Linked DNA regions of Mus musculus: all the other regions are linked to region 4. Evidence: chromatin contacts called from public HiCAR-type and promoter capture Hi-C data. All regions are on one chromosome and are shown on one strand. Each heading gives the region's core, a stretch centred on a gene start, on an enhancer-like site or on the middle of the called end of the contact. The rest is flanking DNA. Distances are from core to core; before and after follow the strand shown. Region 1 holds the start of Fam120b (family with sequence similarity 120, member B). Region 2 overlaps Prdm9 (PR domain containing 9). Region 3 holds the start of Pdcd2 (programmed cell death 2). Region 4 holds the start of Lnpep (leucyl/cystinyl aminopeptidase). Region 5 holds the start of Prdm9 (PR domain containing 9). Region 6 holds the start of Psmb1 (proteasome (prosome, macropain) subunit, beta type 1). Region 7 holds the start of Dll1 (delta like canonical Notch ligand 1).

What was found. Promoter capture Hi-C pulls out the DNA fragments that hold promoters and counts their contacts. HiCAR-type assays count read pairs that join an accessible place to other places.
Region 1: a promoter capture Hi-C map of pre-B cells shows a contact between it and region 4, with 5 times the contacts expected there. The contact joins the promoter of Fam120b here to the promoter of Lnpep in region 4. A contact is called at or near these places in 5 of 39 promoter capture datasets (cranial neural crest, hippocampal neurons, liver and 1 more) and 2 of 115 datasets of contacts at active chromatin or transcription factors (astrocytes and large pre-B cells).
Region 2: a promoter capture Hi-C map of pre-B cells shows a contact between it and region 4. The contact joins the enhancer-like site here to the promoter of Lnpep in region 4. A contact is called at or near these places in 8 of 39 promoter capture datasets (the 3T3-L1 cell line, the C10 cell line, the HPC-7 cell line and 4 more) and 4 of 115 datasets of contacts at active chromatin or transcription factors (the NIH/3T3 cell line, astrocytes, large pre-B cells and 1 more).
Region 3: a promoter capture Hi-C map of pre-B cells shows a contact between it and region 4. The contact joins the promoter of Pdcd2 here to the promoter of Lnpep in region 4. A contact is called at or near these places in 12 of 39 promoter capture datasets (the C10 cell line, the HPC-7 cell line, cranial neural crest and 7 more), 7 of 115 datasets of contacts at active chromatin or transcription factors (the 230-238 cell line, astrocytes, kidney and 4 more) and 1 of 9 other capture datasets (adipose tissue).
Region 5: a HiCAR-type map of astrocytes shows a contact between it and region 4, with 8 times the contacts expected there. The contact joins the promoter of Prdm9 here to the promoter of Lnpep in region 4. A contact is called at or near these places in 9 of 39 promoter capture datasets (the 3T3-L1 cell line, the C10 cell line, the HPC-7 cell line and 5 more), 2 of 484 Hi-C or Micro-C datasets (B cells and uterus), 5 of 115 datasets of contacts at active chromatin or transcription factors (the NIH/3T3 cell line, astrocytes, cardiomyocytes and 2 more) and 1 of 9 other capture datasets (adipose tissue).
Region 6: a promoter capture Hi-C map of pre-B cells shows a contact between it and region 4, with 5 times the contacts expected there. The contact joins the promoter of Psmb1 here to the promoter of Lnpep in region 4. A contact is called at or near these places in 13 of 39 promoter capture datasets (the 3T3-L1 cell line, 3T3-L1-derived adipocytes, the C10 cell line and 10 more), 1 of 484 Hi-C or Micro-C datasets (uterus), 4 of 115 datasets of contacts at active chromatin or transcription factors (astrocytes, embryonic forebrain, memory CD8 T cells and 1 more) and 2 of 9 other capture datasets (adipose tissue and liver).
Region 7: a contact with region 4 is called in a promoter capture Hi-C map of pre-B cells, with 5 times the contacts expected there. The contact joins the promoter of Dll1 here to the promoter of Lnpep in region 4. A contact is called at or near these places in 2 of 39 promoter capture datasets (cranial neural crest and pre-B cells) and 1 of 115 datasets of contacts at active chromatin or transcription factors (large pre-B cells).

Annotation. Positions count from the first base shown.
Region 1 is chr17:15,394,906-15,397,605 of GRCm38.p6, reverse strand. It overlaps Fam120b (family with sequence similarity 120, member B), which reads right to left and starts at 1,360. Exons shown (of 11, transcript NM_024203.3): 1 at 1,046-1,360.
Region 2 is chr17:15,545,172-15,547,871 of GRCm38.p6, reverse strand. Prdm9 (PR domain containing 9) reads left to right here. Exons shown (of 10, transcript NM_144809.3): 10 at 2,512-2,700. It also overlaps the pseudogene Gm18564. Among named protein-coding and RNA genes, the nearest start is that of Prdm9, 17 kb to the left of the region's middle. Within about 2 kb of position 1,266, at least 18 of the 459 cell types and tissues checked have an H3K27ac peak or open chromatin away from gene starts, as enhancers often do. A contact at or near this core is called in pre-B cells, where this site is marked.
Region 3 is chr17:15,525,991-15,528,690 of GRCm38.p6, reverse strand. Pdcd2 (programmed cell death 2) reads left to right here and starts at 1,390. Exons shown (of 6, transcript NM_008799.2): 1 at 1,390-1,700; 2 at 2,079-2,318. The coding sequence starts at 1,418.
Region 4 is chr17:17,623,110-17,625,809 of GRCm38.p6, reverse strand. Lnpep (leucyl/cystinyl aminopeptidase) reads left to right here and starts at 1,321. Exons shown (of 18, transcript NM_172827.3): 1 at 1,321-1,416. The coding sequence starts at 1,398.
Region 5 is chr17:15,561,930-15,564,629 of GRCm38.p6, reverse strand. Prdm9 (PR domain containing 9) reads left to right here and starts at 1,299. Exons shown (of 10, transcript NM_144809.3): 1 at 1,299-1,409; 2 at 1,693-1,816; 3 at 2,108-2,215. The coding sequence starts at 1,341.
Region 6 is chr17:15,496,895-15,499,594 of GRCm38.p6, reverse strand. It overlaps Psmb1 (proteasome (prosome, macropain) subunit, beta type 1), which reads left to right and starts at 1,319. Exons shown (of 6, transcript NM_011185.3): 1 at 1,319-1,442. The coding sequence starts at 1,333.
Region 7 is chr17:15,374,471-15,377,170 of GRCm38.p6, reverse strand. It overlaps Dll1 (delta like canonical Notch ligand 1), which reads left to right and starts at 1,348. Exons shown (of 11, transcript NM_007865.3): 1 at 1,348-1,984; 2 at 2,212-2,505. The coding sequence starts at 1,931.

The DNA of each region.
Region 1 (2,700 bases), core at 111-2,610, 2.2 Mb after region 4:
GGAAAAAATAAATGAATAAAACCAGGGGCAGATGGATGTATTAAGTGAGATCAAGAACCAATTCACAGTTTATAGACTCCCATTATAGCCAGAGAGAGCGATGGAGAGAAATAATGCCTAACAATAAAATTAAAACTATTTATACTTGGTATTAAGTTCTGTAGCAACAATTGATAGCATTATGTGGAATGCATCCTTCTTACCAAGGTGGAGTCAACTCAGAAAGTAAATGAAATTAGTTTAGTATCTGCAACACAGAAGTTACAATGCTCTACCCAATGACCAGGCCTTTCTTTCAAATACCAAGCACACCTTGAAGATGGTGGAAATGGGGAGGGGAAAACTGGGACAAGAACACTTGCAAAGCAGCAACATAAGATAAATAGCAAGTTGTAAAGGCTCTATAATTATGAACAGAGGGGTGTTGTATTCACAGTACACTGAAATCAAGGACTCCGAAGCCAAAGCTTGGATTCGTGAACTTTTCATTATCAGTTCCATAAATATATCCAGACTCCAGTTCAGAGATAAGAGTAGAGTCTTTGAGTGTGGAAAATAAATGATTTCAAATGCTCTCCACGTAAGTTTTTTGGGGGGGGCCAAAGGTGTTCACAGATATAAACGTCTGGAAGACTGGCTGAACAGATATTTTTTTTAAACTGGGAGGTGCTATAGTCAAGGTGGGGGCAAGAGAAATAACGCATCAGTTGCTGGTGCCTTTCAAAAACAGGTAAAGAAAAAAGTAGCCAGGCGTTCGTACACTAACCTAATGTCAGTCGAGGTCAGGAGCTATCCTCTAATGGATGGGAGATAGGGAAAATGATGAGAGACATTGGACGTGGGTAACAGCAAGTCCCTAAGGTGGAAAGATCTGAGAGCATATGTAGGCCGAAATCAAACGGATGGTCCCCTCCCCAGAGGAACTCAACACAGCTGAGGCCCAGCCCCTTCGCCTCTCCATCACTTAAGGTCCTACAACCTCCCAACCTGGTTTCCAGTTACCAGTTCTTCCCTCCCCAGCCGCTACCAGAGTCTGAGAGTCTACCTCGCTGGTCCTCAGTGTCCTGCAGCTGGGCTCAGGAAGAGTCTCCACCCCGCTCCACCTGCAAGTGGATGGCTGCCTCTCCCCTCCACCCAGGGAGGAACAGCCAGGACGCAGAGAAGCCAGGATGCGGAGGGGCGTGGCCACGGCGAGGATAGTGGACTTGATGCTGGAAGGAGTCTGGGGTAGGGAGATGCGACAGCAGAGATCCAGGGCCGATTCCCCAGCCTGGCCTACCCAAAGCTCAGCAGTGGCCGCAGACTGCGTCAACCAGATTTCAGACCCACAGTCTACGGCGTGCTCACTTCCGCTTCCGTTATTGAACTTCCGCCCGGAGAAGTGTCTGGTTAGACAAAGTGAAGCTTGTGCTTATATAACTGGAAGTAAAGGACGAAGAGACGAAAGGGATGTAGTACGCAAGCGCTAGAGCGGGAGGCGAAGTGGGTGGCACCCAGGAAGAAGGAAGCTTTAACCCGTTGCCTAGCAACCGGGGAATAGCCTAGGACGCCTGCACGCCGCTGGATAGCCGGACTGGGAAAAGTGTGTTTGTCCCATAGGCTAAGTCTTCAGGCTGAGTGGCAGCCTGCACTAGCACTGGGTGCCTTGCTCCGGTAATGCACGCACACAGGCTGCAGCGGATAGTCACTGGAAACCCTTTTAAATGCCACAGACCACAGCTTGCAACCACGCAGAGTATGGGAAGCTGCGAGGATCCTGGTTTGGTCTTGAATCCCCTTAGGAGTACCAGTACTGAAAGGCGGCACAGCTTGGACAAGGAGCATCAAGGGCCGAGAGTCCACTTACAGAGTTGTCATAGGCAATAATGCTGGTCATTTTATTGGGTGAAGTGGCCATCCTTGTGGGCTACATTCAGGCTGTCTAGTATTTTGGATGGAAATCTCCAATAAGCTAAAGCATCCTTTGTGTCGGTAGCCCCCAACTTGGGGTGCTGGAAACATTTGGATCTCAAGATTACAGTTTTAGCTGTTGAGTCACAGCTTGTGCTAGCCTTATGGTAGAGGGGTTCTCTGCCTTTAGCTTTACAGCTCCAGGATGCGTCCTCAGCTGCCAGAGGTAGCAACTCGGTGACTTTCTGGGACTCTTTAGAGCAGCTGGCGCTTGCATTCAGTAGTGTTTTATCTTTTGCAGTTTCTGTTCTCCTCTATGCTATACTTTCCCAACACTCCCGTAGTCCTTCACAGTCTTAGCACTCCATGGCCTCTACAACAGCCCTCTATTGGTTTCTGTTGGGTGCTGTACCTGTTCTTTATGCAACCGACGCAAGCTACCCTACCCGGGATCAAGACTACAAGGAGGCATCAGTACCACTTGGAGTAAATTTTATTGGCAGCACAGGGGCAACTTGCAGAAAAACAAAGCAAAGCAAACAACCACAACAAAAAACTTTCTCCTGTATACTGCCATTGGGCTGGGGTCACTGAGTAGGGTGATCTAAGAGCCATCTCAAGGTGTCATGGTCAGTTTCCCAAGGCCATGAAACTGCTGGGTGGTGGTTGATTGTAATGGTTCCCCTGACTGAAACAAAGTCTCTGTGGCATCTACAGTTGCCGTGAAGTCTTCTCTGGACATTGGTAGCTAGAATAGAGCAGTAATCATTACAGTTGCCCTGACAACAGGCTGAGGAACCTTCAGGGGCA
Region 2 (2,700 bases), core at 17-2,516, 2.1 Mb after region 4:
CCGGCTTCATGGCCTGCATGAACCGGGAGGAGACTTTTTCCTGAAGCAGACCCTGGGCTGCAAGAATCACCTCAGATGGGTACACTCAGGCAGTAGAACACCGTTGTGTGGAGTTTCAGAGCCCTCAAGACATCTTGTGTTTCAATTCTTAAGCTAAGTGAAATACAATATAAATTCAGTGAATTTTTGAGAACTTCTGAAATTAAAGATCATTTTGTGTGCTTTAAAGTGTTATAAAATTTTTATGCTTTTAAATATTCTTTTTCTTTTCTTTTTTTTTTTTTTTTTTTTGGTTTTTCGAGACAGGTTTCTCTGTGTAGCCCTGGCTGTCCTGGAACTCACTTTGAAGACCAGGCTGGCCTCGAACTCAGAAATCCACCTGCCTCTGCCTCCTAAGAGCTGAGATTAAAGGCATGTGCCACCACCACCCGGCTAAATATTCTAATTTTAAAAGGATTGTTATATTTATTTTGTATGTATAAATTTTTGCTTGCATGTATATATATATGCGTGCAGTGCCTGCTGAAGCCAGAAGACAGTGATGGATCTCCTGGAACTGGAGTTATAGATAGTTTTGAGCTACCATGTAGGTGCCAAAATCAAACCCAGGTACTCTGTAAGAACAGCAAATACTCTTAACATCTGAACCATCTCTCTACCCCTAAATTTATTTCAAGTACTTTATGAACAAAATATATAACAACATATAAGTGCTATAAGGTTAGAGTCCAGAAAAAAAAAAAACAAGAAAAAAGTTTTCACGTACCCATCAACTTTTTTACTGAATTAGTTTATTCTGGTCCTTCCTTTTGGTTTCTTTTTAATTTCTTTCATATATGTAAATAATATAAATATGTCATCTGGCACTATGTCAGTTAGATGTCAGGTAAATTGTGGCTCTGTGCCAGGAGAGAAAAAATATATAAAATAAACAAAAATATTGAAATGCCTGCTCTTTAGCTGACTCATGGACTAGGGAAGCATGCATACTTGTACAGACCTATGCAGAGTCAGGAAAAGTGTTTAGAGACCCGTGGAGTAGACGTAAATATAAAGGCTATTGAAGGAAGATTTGGGAGGGGCAAGCAGATGGTCTCAGAGGAGATAGCTGTTGTAACTGTCTCAAGGCATGAAAGGGCTGCACTTTTGAGAACAGGTTGAAGTCATTTCATGGAAGGAAGCAGATGCCAGAGAAATGCATGTGAGCCTGTTAATGTAGAGCCTGTGAAGGTCCCAGGAGAGTGAGAGTGAGGCATAGCGGGGTTTCAGTTCTTTGTTCTACAATGATGCTTTGGCGAATTTTCAAAAATATAGTGCAGTGTGCAACCACCTCAGAGATTGCTTCAGTTTCCAGGGGGAAAGGATTGCATGCAAAGGACTAGTGGGCCACAGAGAGAAGACATCTGAGTAAGATGTGTTTTGAAACAGGGTTTTTGTTATATTTGAAATGGGCTAAATGTAAATGAAATAAGCATGAGTACTTGGTATGAGGAGAAAATTAACTTTCATTTTACAATTTGTGGATCATTGAGAAAGGTACTTTATAGCCAAGGTGTGGCAGCAGGAGCACACTTTTAGTCAGCAGGACCCAGAACATCCTGTCTTCTTTAACCTAAAGGAGAACCCCCAACTGACTATGTCTTAGAATGAGAAGACAATTTCAAACTCATATGCTGCTTTTATCAACAACTCTACCCAGGTACTCATAGTTGTTGATCTTCTAGCTGGATGGGCTCCAATTACATTTAATTTTCCTTTTTTAGGAAAATCCAGTAAGGGAAATTCCACCTAAGGAAGTGTTGTTATGTCTCCATAGTATGAAATAGGTGCAGAGAGTGCATAGGGAAAGGTGACCAGACACCTGACTAAGTGGAACTGGGTGAGGTAGGGTTGTTGGGTAAGGTAGGATATAAAAACCAAAAAGATGCTTATAGTTTGTAGGGCTTGCTTGCCGTTGCAGTTTACACCAAGAATAAGGTTGCTTCTGATCCTACTTGGAGGACATGTAGTTAAAATAAAAACAGAATAAAAATATTTGAAATGTAAATAAAGAAAAATCCAATAAAATAACAGAATAAAAAAATTAAAATAAAGGTGGTGCACACCTTTAATTCTAGCACTCAGGAGGCAGAGGCAGGAGAATCTCTGTGAGTTCAAGGCCACTCTAGTCTACAAAGCAAATTCTAGCATGGCCAGGAATACACAGAGAAACCCTGTCTCAAAAAAAACAAAACAACAACAACAAAAACCCCAAACAAACAAAAATGACAAAAAAAAAAAAAAACCCAAAGGATGATGGAATGCACTCACTGCACTTGATAGGAGACAGACAACTTGTGTTGGCTATAGAATCCTACCTCATTGACCAGATTGTCTTTGAACCATCAAACCTAGCTGGGTGTGCCTTAACTCATGAAGACTAAGTAATGGGGTAGGCCTGACCACATAGAAAATCAGATGCCTAAGCAATTTATTATATTCAGTCTCATCAAAAACTTTATCTTTCCACAGAACTAAGGACAGAAATTCATCCTTGTCTTTTGTGCTCTTTGGCCTTCTCAAGTCAGAAATTCCTCACTCAACATATGGAATGGAATCATCGCACTGAAATCTTCCCAGGAACATCTGCAAGAATAAATCCTAAACCAGGAGATCCCTGTTCAGATCAGCTTCAGGAACAACATGTTGATTCACAGAACA
Region 3 (2,700 bases), core at 141-2,640, 2.1 Mb after region 4:
TGGAAGCACTTTCATGGAGTTTTTATAGTAACAGAACAAAAAGGAAATTTGAAATCAAGGTATTTTAACAATGAATGCATTTGTGGAAACATTAAGTAGTTACAGAGGAATCTCAGTACAGACCTGAGACACCATCTGATAGCATTGTTAGCCTTTTGATTGGTGGAGAATAGCATTTTGTTAATACAGTCCAATAGTCTTTATCTGTTTATCAAGGTGTTAGGTCTGACACAAAAGCGGCCACTAAGGTATCTTTAAGGGGCTAAAGACAACCCAAGAGAAATAGTACCATTTCTAAAGATTCTAAACTCTTCAAAGTCAAAAAGTTTTATTAGTTAACCAGACTTTGTAGACAGCTCCTTTCCAGGAATTCTTGTTTACACTAGCCAAAAAACCCACTGTTGTTTTGTCTTTACATCTTGCTTCCTGTCTAAATCCAACACACAGGGCAGCGAGTATGGGAGCACCCAACTGTGTGAAGCAGAGCGCTATGATTTACGTTTGTTTCGAGTGCTCCTCCTCAACTGTATCCGGTCATCTTTCTCCTCCACCCCAGTTTTGAACATCCTTTAACTGCATGAGGACAGGTTTCAAGGGTCTGTGTGGGTTCGCCCCCAACCTCAATTCTTCCACAGGAGAACAGAGCCTCCCTTTGAAAGAGAAGATAAAAATAGCAAACTTCAACATTAATTATGATTGGCGACATTACTTAGGATGTATTCAGTTTCATAAAACTAAGATAAGAGAATAAGAAACTCTCTGTTCTGAGATAACAGAATAACCTAAACTGCTAACTTCTGCTTTGGGAAGCCTACTTGCCCCTTTCTCTTCCAAAGGAAGCACGCATTTGTTCTCCCTTAAGAAGTGACCACCACCAATATCCACTTAGCAAGTTCCATTTGCTAGAGAAACTGTCATAATAAAAATCTGAAAATTCAGCTTCTGTAAAACTTGCTCAGCTCCGGGAAAAACCTCTTTTGAAGCAGAGATTTTAAAAGACCACTCTAAGATAATCACAAAGATTATGACAATATCTAACGGCATAAACCATGAAATGTTTCTGATCCGGGCTGAGTCTCTTACCCAATAGCGAAAGGCTACAGCTGCGAACTAATTAAAGTTTGTCTTTTGTCCCCGAGTGCTGAGAATGCCCCCACTTCCCTCACTCCAACCTGAGGATCTACAACCGACACCCTAATCTCAGAGGTCTGAAGAGCTTCCGGCCTTCGGATCCCCAGAAACAGTGACAGTTCGATGGAGGTAGTCTTGCTCACCAGCGTCCTTTATTCACTTTTGCTTCCTGCCTATAGGGTTACCTCCAGTCCGGTCCCAGCTCGAGATCTGACCCCGCCTCCCGCCTTCCGGCCTAACACGTGACCGCCCTCTTCCGGCCTGGTGGCAGAGTCCTGCTGCGAGCATGGCTGCAGCCGCCCCTGGTCCTGTGGAGTTGGGCTTCGCCGAGGAGGCACCGGCCTGGAGGCTGCGCAGCGAGCAGTTTCCCAGCAAAGTGGGCGGGCGGCCCGCGTGGTTGGGCTTGGCGGAGCTGCCGGGGCCCGGGGCGCTGGCGTGTGCGCGCTGCGGCCGCCCGCTCGCCTTCCTGCTGCAGGTGTACGCACCGCTGCCGGGCCGGGACGACGCCTTCCACCGCAGCCTCTTTCTCTTCTGCTGTCGCGAGCCGCCGTGCTGCGCCGGCCTGCGAGGTGAGCGGCCGCCGGGACAGGACCCGGGCGAGGGTTGCCACGGGGGCTGAACCCTGGACGTAGGACGATCGGTTGGCGCGAGTGGTTGTATTCAGGTACCGGAATTGTCTTAGAATCGTGTCCCTTTCATCCTGGGCACGGACTCCTTAAAGCCAATTTCTCTTGTCAGACGGAACTCTTCCCGGGTTTAAAAGCTCTTTAGCTTTTATTTTTATTCCCTTTCATATAAAAACCGCCCCCCCACCCCGAAAGCAAAAACCTTAGGTTTTCCTTAAATGAGGTTTTATGAGGTGAAGCACCGAAAACGGTTCAAATGTTTCAATTATTTTGTTTCACGGAAAGATAATCTCACGTACCCCTTTCTCCTCTTCATTTCAGTTTTTCGTAATCAGCTACCAAGGAACAACGCATTCTACTCCTATGAGCCCCCTTCTGAAACAGAAGCTTTGGGTACGGAATGTGTGTGCCTCCAGCTCAAGTCTGGAGCCCATCTCTGTCGGGTTTGTGGTTGCTTGGCCCCTATGACATGCTCTAGGTGCAAACAGGCACATTACTGCAGCAAGGAGCATCAGACATTAGACTGGCGGCTGGGACACAAGCAGGCTTGTACACAGTCAGGTAAGACAACTTAGCCTTACCGTCTCTGTCAACTGAGGTACTCCAGTTTCTGGTTAAACTTGAAATTAGAAAACATACTTTAAAAGTTTTAGGAACTGGTAACATGAACACTTCGCTAATCTAAAACACAACCAGCTTTATTTTTTTATTAGATATTTTCTTTATATACATTTCAAATGCTATCCCGAAAGTTCCCTATACCCCCCCCCCCCCCCCCAGCCCTGCTCCCTTACCCACCCACTCCTGATTCTTGGCCCTGGTGTTCCCCTGTACTGGGGCATATAAAGTTTGCAAGACCAAGGGGCCTCTCTTCCCAGTAATGGCCGACTAGGCCATCTTCTGCTACATATGCAGCTAGAGACACGAGCTCTGGGGTACTGGT
Region 4 (2,700 bases), core at 72-2,571:
CAGAGTTAGGTAAGGAGTTTAGTGGTTACTCCAAGTACAGTTGGTTTTCACAGGGCGTTGTAAAACAGGAGTGGAACGTAGTGGATGTAATACAATCGACCTCTTAAAAACACTGCACTTCGGGTTTACTTCTTTGAACGTAGAATTTCCTTATCGATCGAACATCATCCCTTTCTCCTCTTTCGCCCAGGATATTTGTACAGGTTTAGATTTTGTTTGCACGGGTTGACAGCCTGGGAGGAGGAGTGTGTGACAGTTGGCTCGCGCAGTGAGGCCAAGGCCTAGCCAAGTCGCCGCAGGGGACGAAGCAGTGAGTGGGGAGGAAAGAGGAGCTGTGGCTGCGGTTGGGAGGGATGGGGGAGCCTCTTCGCGGGGTGTTGACTTCCGGCAGTTGGAGAAACAGGAGCTAGCAGGAGCTAACGCGGTCTCTACGTGTCTCGTAGGCTGCCGGGGACCGCCCCGATTTGGCACCGGAAACAATGGGGCCCGAGGCAAAGGCGCGAGTACTAGGGGAAGGGGGAACTTGGCTCCCTCCGGTCTAGCCCCGCGGAATCAGGCCGTGTACCCTGAAGGCTGGGAGCAGCCAACTGCTGGTGTCGAGTAAGGACAGGACTAGGCAGGCGGGCCTCTCTGCACACAACCTCTGCGCGCACGGTCCGTTCTCCTACACCCCGCTCCGGGTTTTGAGATCTGCTCGCAGTTCTAAGCCCAGCCCTAAGCAAAGGGCACCGATCGACTCCCGGGCCCCTCCCTTCCTCTGGCCTCCGGCTTTGCTGCAGCAGCAGCTGCTGCAGGGCGTTCTGCTAAAGGAGGGAAGTCGGGCCGACCACCGCCGCAGGGCTTGCTCCGGCGGTTAAGAAGAGCGCCGCCCCGGGCTAGCCCAGCGTAGAGGCCGACCCACCCTGGGCCTTGTCTTGCTTTCAGAACGCGAAGGGCGACAACCCCTCTGGCGACAGCATCACCGGCCGCATTTCCGGGCTCAGTACTGGGGTGGCCGCACCCGAAACACGGCCGGATGCAGTAGTAGGTGTACCAGTTGTCTGAACCGGGGTACTACAGCTCTGCGGCACAGACAGCGCGGCGGCTAGAAGTGAGCTCCGGGGGTGGGGCTCTAAGCCCCGCCCCAGCACTGCGCTCCTCCCCGCCGCCCCTGGGCGGAGTGGGCCTAGGGTTGAGCGATGCTTAGCGTCCACGCCTCAGTGGGTCTTTTGCAGCAGTTGCGAAAACCCGGAACGAAGGTGTTGTTGCCGTGCGGCGGAGCGGCGCCGCCCCTCGCCGCACCTCCCCGGCAGCCCTCGGAGGCCTTTGCTGGGCATGCTCAGTCGTCAGGACCGCTTCGGCTCTCGGAGTAGGAAGCTTGGGGCGCTGGGCTGGTAAGGACCCGCGGCGGGGCGAAGATGGAGTCCTTTACCAATGGTGAGTGGCTAGCCCGAGTCGCGGATTCCCGGGCTCTCAGGGTCCAGAGGGTCAGATGTGGCAAGGGGGTCAGGCTGCAGGCATCCCTGCCAAGGGTTTCCCAGGCGGGCCGGGGGGCGGCAGAGGGGCCAGGGTCGGCTGGGGCAGGCGTGAAGGTCAGCCCTCTCCCGGGGGCCAGCCCCGAACCTCCAGGTGAGGTAGTCGGCAAAGTTTGGGATGCTTGCGCGGTGGAGGGGGCGGCGGCAAAGTTGGCAACGGCGTTGGTCCTGGGGGAAGCGGCCGCGGCCAGGAGAAGCTGCGGCCCCGGCGAAAGCCTACTCGTGCGGGGAGCCTGGAGCTGTCCGCCCGTCCTTCACCGAGCTGTCCGCATGCCTTTCCGTAACAGGGCGGGGTGGGGCCGCGGCTGGCAGCGTGATTTAGTGCACTGCAGGGAAGGAAACTTACCGGGGGCTGGCTAGTACTGCTCGGTGTGGCGAAGATGCCGCCCCGCATTGCCACCCGTCTGCCTACCGCTGCTCCGCAGGTCGACCAAACTTCTTTTTACCAGCTAGTGATGTTTGATCTTCTAGTTAGAGATCCATTGAATATCAATGGCCCTTGTTGGGCTTATATCATAAGGTGGCATGGGTGTGTGTGTGTGAAAGTCAAAGCAGTCTGTGTCCAGAAAATAGCCACGGCCCTTTACTTCATGGCTTTTGTCTGGGCTTGTAGTGCTTGAGTCTCAATATAGAGGTGAGATGATGTCTCACCATTTTATGGTGTTTAAATATATGGATTCCACTTTAGGATGGAAAGTAGGAAAACTGCTAATAAAGGGTAGGGCTTAATGAGATTAGAGGATCCACTTTCTACTTGGCATGTGTTTCCAGTGTGGTTGGTTACTTCAGGTAGGTAGAAAGTCAGATTAATGGGAGAGAAGCATATTATTGTTGGGAGGGGGGTCGCATGCCACTTAAGGAACTGGGAAGGGGGAGGGGACACCCACTCTATCCACTCTAATGCCTAGGCTGGACTTTGTTGTGTTCTTTAACATTGTTTACCACATCGCTGGAGCTGTGACCTACTCATTATGTTCTCCTTTTCCCTAATTCGGGATGCTTTATTCTCCTGCCATCTTTCTGTCTGCAGTGTTTAATTAGGCTTAGTAATGACAGCTTTAACTCCAAATTTCTTTCTCATATGTGTTCTATTTGTAATTACCAAGTTTCTAAGAATAGTCTGGTAAACTTACTCAGAGAATTAAGGAAGATTTGAACTGAAAGGCACCATAGAGACCATCTAGGA
Region 5 (2,700 bases), core at 50-2,549, 2.1 Mb after region 4:
CTTTAGTAGACAGGACACAGGTCAGGTAACACAGCCTGCCACATTGAAAAAGAGGAGTCTGAAGGAACGGACGCCGCACAGAGAACAAGTGTGCGCCTGCGCGCTGGCCACTACCTGATTCGTGCAGGGGCCTGGCAATCCCAGCGAGGGGAGGGGCAGCCTGGAGAAAGCCACGGGCAGGAATTGCACCCTGACTGACAGGCAGAGCTCCGCCCTCCGCTTTTCTTGTTCCCGCCCCTCAGCCAGCTGTCTGTCAATTGGCGGATTCTCCTGTCAGTCAGCCTCGGAACTCCTCAGAGGGACGAACGCCGGCGGTGGCCTCAGAGCCGCGGGATTCTGGACCATGAGTGCAGGCGAAACCTTCAGGACCAGCGAGGCTTTCTAGGCTCAGCCCGTGAGACCCCATATCCCCTAAATTAGATTCGGACCCCCTCAGCGTGACACGCGCGCGCGCGCTCACACGCACACACCCGGTCACCTCAGCTTCTCGGGAACTCCAAACGCCCTTTGGCTGAGTGAGGTCCCAAATGCACTTGTGCGGAACCAACCCAGCCTCTGCCTGAGGAACCTGGGTAGCTCGCCTCAGAGAGACTAAGTTTCCAGACAGGAAACCTGGACTCTCAGCGTAGAGACTCTCCTAAGCCCCAAAGACCCCAGACGCCCTCGGTCTCGAGGACCTGTCTGTCACTCCAGATTGGCTTCCAGAGATCCTAAATGCTCTCGTCCCGCAGGACCCTAAATACCTCCGACGTGACAAATCCCAACTCTTCGTGACATAATCGTCAAATCTCGTCAGACTGCGAGTCTCCAAACCTTATTTCACAGCCTGAAAGACTCCTCTAGCCTACGAACCCAATTCCTTCAATCTGATGCACCCCACTCCTCAGCCCGAGGTCCCCAAAGTTAAAATCTCAGCCAGAGCGTTCCTACATTTTCACCAGAGGGACTTCAATCCCTTGTACTCGGGATTCCCGAATCCATTTACCTGAAAACATCTTTCAGACCCTGGCTGACTCCTTGGTCCAGATGAAGAGCAAGTGGGAATGGGGTGGGGGGGGACACCGGTTGGCGGGAGGAATCTTCCTTCCTTGCTGTCGCAGGTCCTGACCCGGACGGAGGGTCGGTGCCTAGGTTTAGGGCTCAGTCCAGAATCCTTGCTCCTGCACCAGAGTACTAGACCTCGGAGTCCGAAGAAGCTGCCTGTGTTGGCTGCATGGATTCCCAGCCCCTAGCTCCTTCCCATGTGCTGGTGGGCATCTCTGATCGCCTAAGGCCCTTAGTTACCTCTTCATCCATAGGACCATAGGACCCTGGACCTCTCCAGTGAAATGTCCTGCACCATGAACACCAACAAGCTGGAAGAAAATAGTCCTGAAGAAGATACAGGGAAATTCGAGTGGAAACCCAAGGTAGTACGAAGTTATCCTTGAGTCAGGAGGATCATGGGGTGGGCAGAGGCAAACAGCCTTGAGTACCAATACCATATTGATTTTTCCTATGACAAGAAGGTGGGTCCCGATATGTGAGAGAGGAAAGGCTCATTAGCAACTGCTCTGTCAGCATGAACATCCAGTGTTTGCTTAAAGAAGGTTCTGGGAATGGGAGGATAACCTTGGTCACTGAGACCACATTCCAGGGTCCCAAGCCCGGCCCAGCATGTTCCGTTTTTTGTTTTTATTTTTTTTCCCCCAGGTCAAAGATGAATTCAAAGACATTTCCATATACTTCTCCAAAGAAGAATGGGCAGAGATGGGAGAGTGGGAGAAAATTCGCTATAGAAATGTGAAAAGGAACTATAAAATGCTGATTTCAATAGGTAACAAGAAGTCTTCGGTTGAACCAGTCTAGATTAAAAAAATAAAATCTCAGTTCCCATGTTCCCATGTTATGTTAGGGTCTTCCCAGGTATCTACAGTGGTACAGTTCCCAATGGAGACAAGTTTAGAGGAAACGTGTGTGTGTGTGTGTGTGTCTGTGTGTCCAGGACTAAATGTTAGCACTGGCCCTGTAGAGATCTCATCTCCACACCCAGAGCCTACCTGGCCTTGTGATACATTTGTTCCATCCTCTAGGGCCTTTTTAAGAGGAATATTTTGCTGCTTTTCAGGTCTCAGAGCCCCTAGACCAGCTTTCATGTGTTACCAAAGGCAAGCAATGAAACCCCAAATAAATGACAGTGAGGATTCTGATGAAGAGTGGACACCTAAGCAACAAGGTGAGGAGAGGCTAGGAGAGTTTAGAAGTGAGGTGAGGGGGCAGGAGAATTTAGAAGTACCCATCGGAAACCAAGCCAGATTTAGGTTCCATAATGTCTCAGAACCAACTTCTGAAAACTGGGTGTTTCAGAATCAAGGGTCAGCAAACAAACAAGATGCAATGCAAAATTAATAGTAAGAATCTATTCCTGTACATTTTAAAATATGTGAAAACTATATGCTATTTATAAATATAATAAATATGAAATATATACAAATCTGGGCATGAACAAGAAATATCAAACCCAAAGTAGCTAGGATAAGCACCTTACCTAGTCTGTAGCCTGCGTGCTTATTATTAATCATGTAAATATGACCATGGTTGTGCAAATGTCTCTTCAAGATCTTATTTTCACTCTTTATATGTACATAAAGAAATCTAAATCATAAAGTAATTCTATTTTAATTTTTTTTTTTGAGACAGGGTTTCTCTGTGTAGCCCTGG
Region 6 (2,700 bases), core at 70-2,569, 2.1 Mb after region 4:
GAACTCCAGAGATTGCTTGGCAAGCTTACTGGCTCCTCCCCTTTGAGATTTGTGAGGTGGCTAAGGAAAATGTCAAGCAAACGCTCCTCATCATGTTCTCAGTAGATGTTAACTTACGTTCAAGGAAGAACAACAAAACAAGCGACTTTGTAGTCACAGATTCATTTCTATTTTTAGCTCGGTCACTACCAGCTCTCTTCCTTGCTGCCACAAGAAAACGTCAGCTGTTTCTTAGGCTGCTTCATAATGCTTGATTGATTCCAACATATCTTAATTTTTTTTTCCTTCTGAAGTTCATCTAAGGCATATACATGTGTTGTTCTGCGTACTTCCTTTCCCTTGTATTTTGCATTATCAACGAGGTAATGAGCTCCTTTAGGTTAAGGTTAGCGCTCTCTCTCTCTCTCTTTCTCTCTGTGTGTGTGTCTGTGTGTGTGATGGACAGTATCTGTGTGTTATGTGTGTAGGTGTTGTATAGGTTGTCTATTTACACAGACTCTAATAAGTACAATAGTACTGTGTATCTATTTTCCCCTAAAGGAAACATTTTCTCTTGAAAGTACAGGAAACCTCAGAAGACTGGGGAATTGAGAAAACTTAACAAAGGCTTGTCAAGAGGCAATATAAGGGAAGCGGGTTTTATGTTGTCTTACTGTTTGAGGAGATACAACCCAGGGGGAAGCATGCCAACTGGATTGCATCCACAGACCAGAAACATAAATAGATAAATGTTAGTTCGCTTCTTCTTTATTTAGTCGGGAAATCCAGGCAATGAGGTGGCGCCGCTTATATTTTAGTTGGGTCTTCGCTCCTCAATTAAACCTTGAAACACCCGCATAGACGCATCCATGGGTTTTACCTACATGATGCTAAGTTCTGTGAAATTAACAATATTAACCATCATATTCTGGCTAAAGAAATCTGGTATTGCTTCCTGGGTCTCGTGGCTGCGTACACCACACAGTTGACATGCGTCCTGATTGGCCTTGAATGCAGCATGAACTACTAACCCGTCTCAAACGCTGTGCCACTTCGCCAATGTGACATCCGAGTTGTCGTTGCTCTGTAATTGGGTTAATTTTTTTGGTATGGTCAGACTTTTAATTTTCTATCCGCCATGAGTAAATCCAAACGTTTTCTTAGGGTTATAAAACAGGTTTCTCTGTTGGCAGGATTGGCGGATCCAGGTTGTGCGCTAGCCGGACGCAGGCGTAGACCTCCAAGAGCAACGACGAGTGCAGGCTAGAGGAGCCTAGGGGGGCGGGGCGAGGGAGGCGGAAGTGGACCGGTCCCGGCGGCCATTTTGCCGTGAGACAGCAGGAGTTAGGCGCGATGCTTTCCACTGCTGCTTACCGAGACGTGGAACGAGAGCTGGGAATGGGGCCTCACGGCTCCGCCGGCCCTGTGCAGCTGCGGTTTTCGCCTTATGCCTTCAACGGAGGGTAAAAGCCTGGGCCTGCTGCCCTCACCTGGGTCGAGCCTGGGGTCGCGACGGGCGGGTGTGGGAATGGCAGGGATGTAGCCTGCAGCCCAGCACTCAGTTGTGCATGGACGCCCTCGGTGCCGTTTGCTCCAGCAACCGGGCTCCCACCTCAATCTTCCGCCCTATGGCCTGTTGTTTGGTAGGGCTTGAACACGTTTCTAAAGCCAACGGGCGAACATGAAGTTATGATTTGTCTTGGTTGTTAGACGAGTAGCTGTTTCTGTCGCTGGGCCGCCTGATCACTTGTTGTTTTAAGAGGAAACTAACATGATTAACCAGACTTAATTTCAGGGATGAAAGTGAAGGTTGTTTTGTTCTGCTCTTGAGACGTAGCCTGCTGGGCAAGGTCTACTGAGCTGCATCCACAGCCTTAGGCAGTCGGACCCTTGTGTGTGTTTATTTTTACTCTCAAATTACTTTAGCATTTTAATTATCCGCTTTATTCGAAGATATTTTTCCTTTGTATTTAGGACCGTTGACAATACAGGGGTATTCTTCATCAAATTAGAAGTTGAAACAGCTAATTATCCAAAAAAGGGGGGCGGGGGGGGGGCTTGTTTAAGAAAAGCAAAACCAGCCAGGCGGTGGTGGAGCACGCCTTTACTGCTAGCAAAGGCAAGTGGGTCTCTTAAGTTCGTGGCCAGTCTGGTCTACAGAGCAAGTTCCAGGACAGCCTGGGCTACACGGAGAATCTTTGTCTCAAGAAAGAAAAGCAAAAACGTTAAATATGGCTTTATGAATGTTGAGCGTTGATCATACAGATAGTGAAAGGTTGATTTTAGTCTTGGTTGTACCTTTTGAAGAGCAATTGTGAATGTACTATGTGGGCTCCTTTCAGTTACTTATAGATTGGGGAAGACTCAAGGTAGGTTTTTTTGTTTGTTTGTTTGTTTGTTTTAATTTCAAGCAGTTAAGTGAATAATTTCATAGTTTTACTTCTTGACTCTTGGCATCTAAACAGCCCAGGCTATAGAGCTGGTGTGAATTAGAACCGGATTTAAATTCATAGCGTTCTCAGCCGAGTCCAGTTTCAGTTTGCTTTTCCAGTATGCTGCTTAATGCTGCACGTGAACACTAAGTACTTACTTTGTAAGATGTGTTAATTTCAAGGTGTTCCGAATGCAGTACTCATGAGTCACTTTTTTTAACCTCCTTTACTTCTTCTTATCCATCACTTTGTTCATAGTTACTTACACCTATCCATTAAATCACTTTTC
Region 7 (2,700 bases), core at 99-2,598, 2.2 Mb after region 4:
TCTTTCAAACATGTGCCGGACATTGTCGCAGAGGCCGCGGCGTGCGCGGAGGGGAGCTCTTTCTCTCCGCATTGTGCAGAGAGCAGGTGCTGTCTGCATTACCATACAGCTGAGCGCACAAAGAGCCACTGATTCAGCCTCGCACAATAACAGACTGCCTTAATGACAGCCACGCGAACGACACACACCAAACTCACTTTTTACCAAGCAGAGGGAGGCCTGAGGGGAATACCCAGGAGAGTGGGACCGGACACCAGTGAAGGTGGTGTTGGTTGAAAATCTCCCGGGAGAGGGTGTGTACACCGGGAAAGGGGTAAGCTTAGCTTTTGGCTCTGCTGGCTCAGGGAATACACTATCCGGACCCCAATTCCCCATTTCCAGTGATCGTGGACAACACGGAGACAGCAGCGCTCCGGGACACTGCGGTGTCTGGGGGTGTCCGGCCCGGATCGCTAGCCCATCGGCACTCTCCGAGGCTCAATCGCCAGGCTTCACCAGAGGTATAAGCGTGCCTAACCTCCCCAAACTTCCCAAACTGCCGGGGTGCTCTTGCCACCCTTTGCCCACCTCTTCAAGGGTCCCTTTCCTACCGGGCACCCCGCCCCCGCCCCCTCCGGGAGACTCCTCCTTAGAAAGAGGCTGCCAGGGAGGAGGGGCAGCAGCAGGGACGCGGGCCTCTAACCTCTCCCCGGTTCCTCAGTCCCTAGGACTGAACAAACGAGGAGAGCCTAGGCGGCTAGTGTTGGAAACGCCAAGGTCCGGAGGCCGCGTCCTGCGAGCGAGTCTAGCGGTGACCGCGAGTGGGAGGCTCAGGCCGCCCAGCGTGCCTAGGGTCTTCGGGCCTGTGGCGGTGGGGCGGTGGGCGACGCGGCCTCAGCTCCAGCTCCGGGAGCAGAGCGGTTCGTCTCCGGGAACGTTTTGCAGGAATGTAAATGAGCGGGTTTTGCGCTGGGGGAGGGAGGCGAAGGGGCGAGGGCGGAGGCAGAGAGGACTAGGGGGCGGGGAGGTGGGGGGCGGGGAGGAGGGTTGCACATTTTACAGCTCACTGACCATTTGGCGATCCATTGAGAGGAGGGTTTGGAAAAGTGGCTCCTTTGTGACAGCTCTCGCCAGATTGGGGGGCTGCTCATTTGCATCTCATTAGTTATGCGAGCGGCCGGCAGGATTTAAGGGTGGCAGGCGCCAGCCCGGGCCAGATCCTCCGGCGTGCACCCGCGGTTACCCTGTCTGACCAGGGCAGGTCACGGGAGAGCACCGGTGCGGCACGGAGCCTCCCACGCTTCGGCCTCCGGTCCTCGGTGTGTGTTCTCGCATGGCATTGGCTGAATTCTTGAGGAAGACGCGAGGCTTGGCGATAGTGCAAGAGATACCGGTCTAGAACACTCTGGGAGCGGCAGCGGCTGCCGAGTGACGCCGGGCCGGGAAACCAGGGCGCGCGCCGCAGTCCTTGCCACCACCGTTCCCACCGCGCCCCTCGGGGCCCCGGATTATCGCCTCACCGGTGGGATTTCCAGACCGCCGCTTCCTAATAGGCCTGCGAAGGAAGCCACTGCAAGCTCTCTTGGGAATTAAGCTGAACATCTGGGCTCTCTTCCCTCTGTGTCTTATCTCCTTTCTCCTCTTTCCCTCCGCGAAGAAGCTTAAGACAAAACCAGAAAGCAGGAGACACTCACCTCTCCGTGGACTGAAAGCCAGACGAAGAGGAAACCGAAAGTTGTCCTTTCTCAGTGCCTCGTAGAGCTCTTGCCGGGGACCTAGCTGAAGGCACCGCACCCTCCTGAAGCGACCTGGCCCTGATAGCACACCTGGAGCCGAGAGACGCCTTTCCGCCAGTACTCCTCGGGTCATATAGACTTTCCTGGCATCCCTGGGTCTTTGAAGAAGAAAGAAAAGAGGATACTCTAGGAGAGCAAGGGCGTCCAGCGGTACCATGGGCCGTCGGAGCGCGCTAGCCCTTGCCGTGGTCTCTGCCCTGCTGTGCCAGGTAGGGGGCCGGGCGGGGCTGCTGCGCGGTGGAGGGAGGGGAGTCGGACCAGCCGATCAGCTGTCCATCCCCAAGTGACTCCGGCAGCGACGACCCCGAGAGCTGCCCGGCAGCGGGCAGCTCCGGATGGGCGCTGAGGTGCGCTCGGCCTCTGCGTCCTAGCAAGGGCCCGCGCGCCCCCGGGTCCCTCCGCCGCCGGCGCGACCTCACGCCCCTTCCCCGCGCAGGTCTGGAGCTCCGGCGTATTTGAGCTGAAGCTGCAGGAGTTCGTCAACAAGAAGGGGCTGCTGGGGAACCGCAACTGCTGCCGCGGGGGCTCTGGCCCGCCTTGCGCCTGCAGGACCTTCTTTCGCGTATGCCTCAAGCACTACCAGGCCAGCGTGTCACCGGAGCCACCCTGCACCTACGGCAGTGCTGTCACGCCAGTGCTGGGTGTCGACTCCTTCAGCCTGCCTGATGGCGCAGGCATCGACCCCGCCTTCAGCAACCCCATCCGATTCCCCTTCGGCTTCACCTGGCCAGTGAGTGGGCACCTGCGCGCACTCGGCTGGGTCTGGAGGGGTAGGGGTGGCTGGTTGGTGGTTGGCAGTGGGAAGAAGGCAAGGGCCACTGATAAGGGTTGGGGAATCCCACAAAGACACGCCTGAGGTCTTGACTTCTTACTGGGAACTGACTGGCAGTTGAGGAGGGGGTGTGGAACCCCAGAGGCTTTTGCA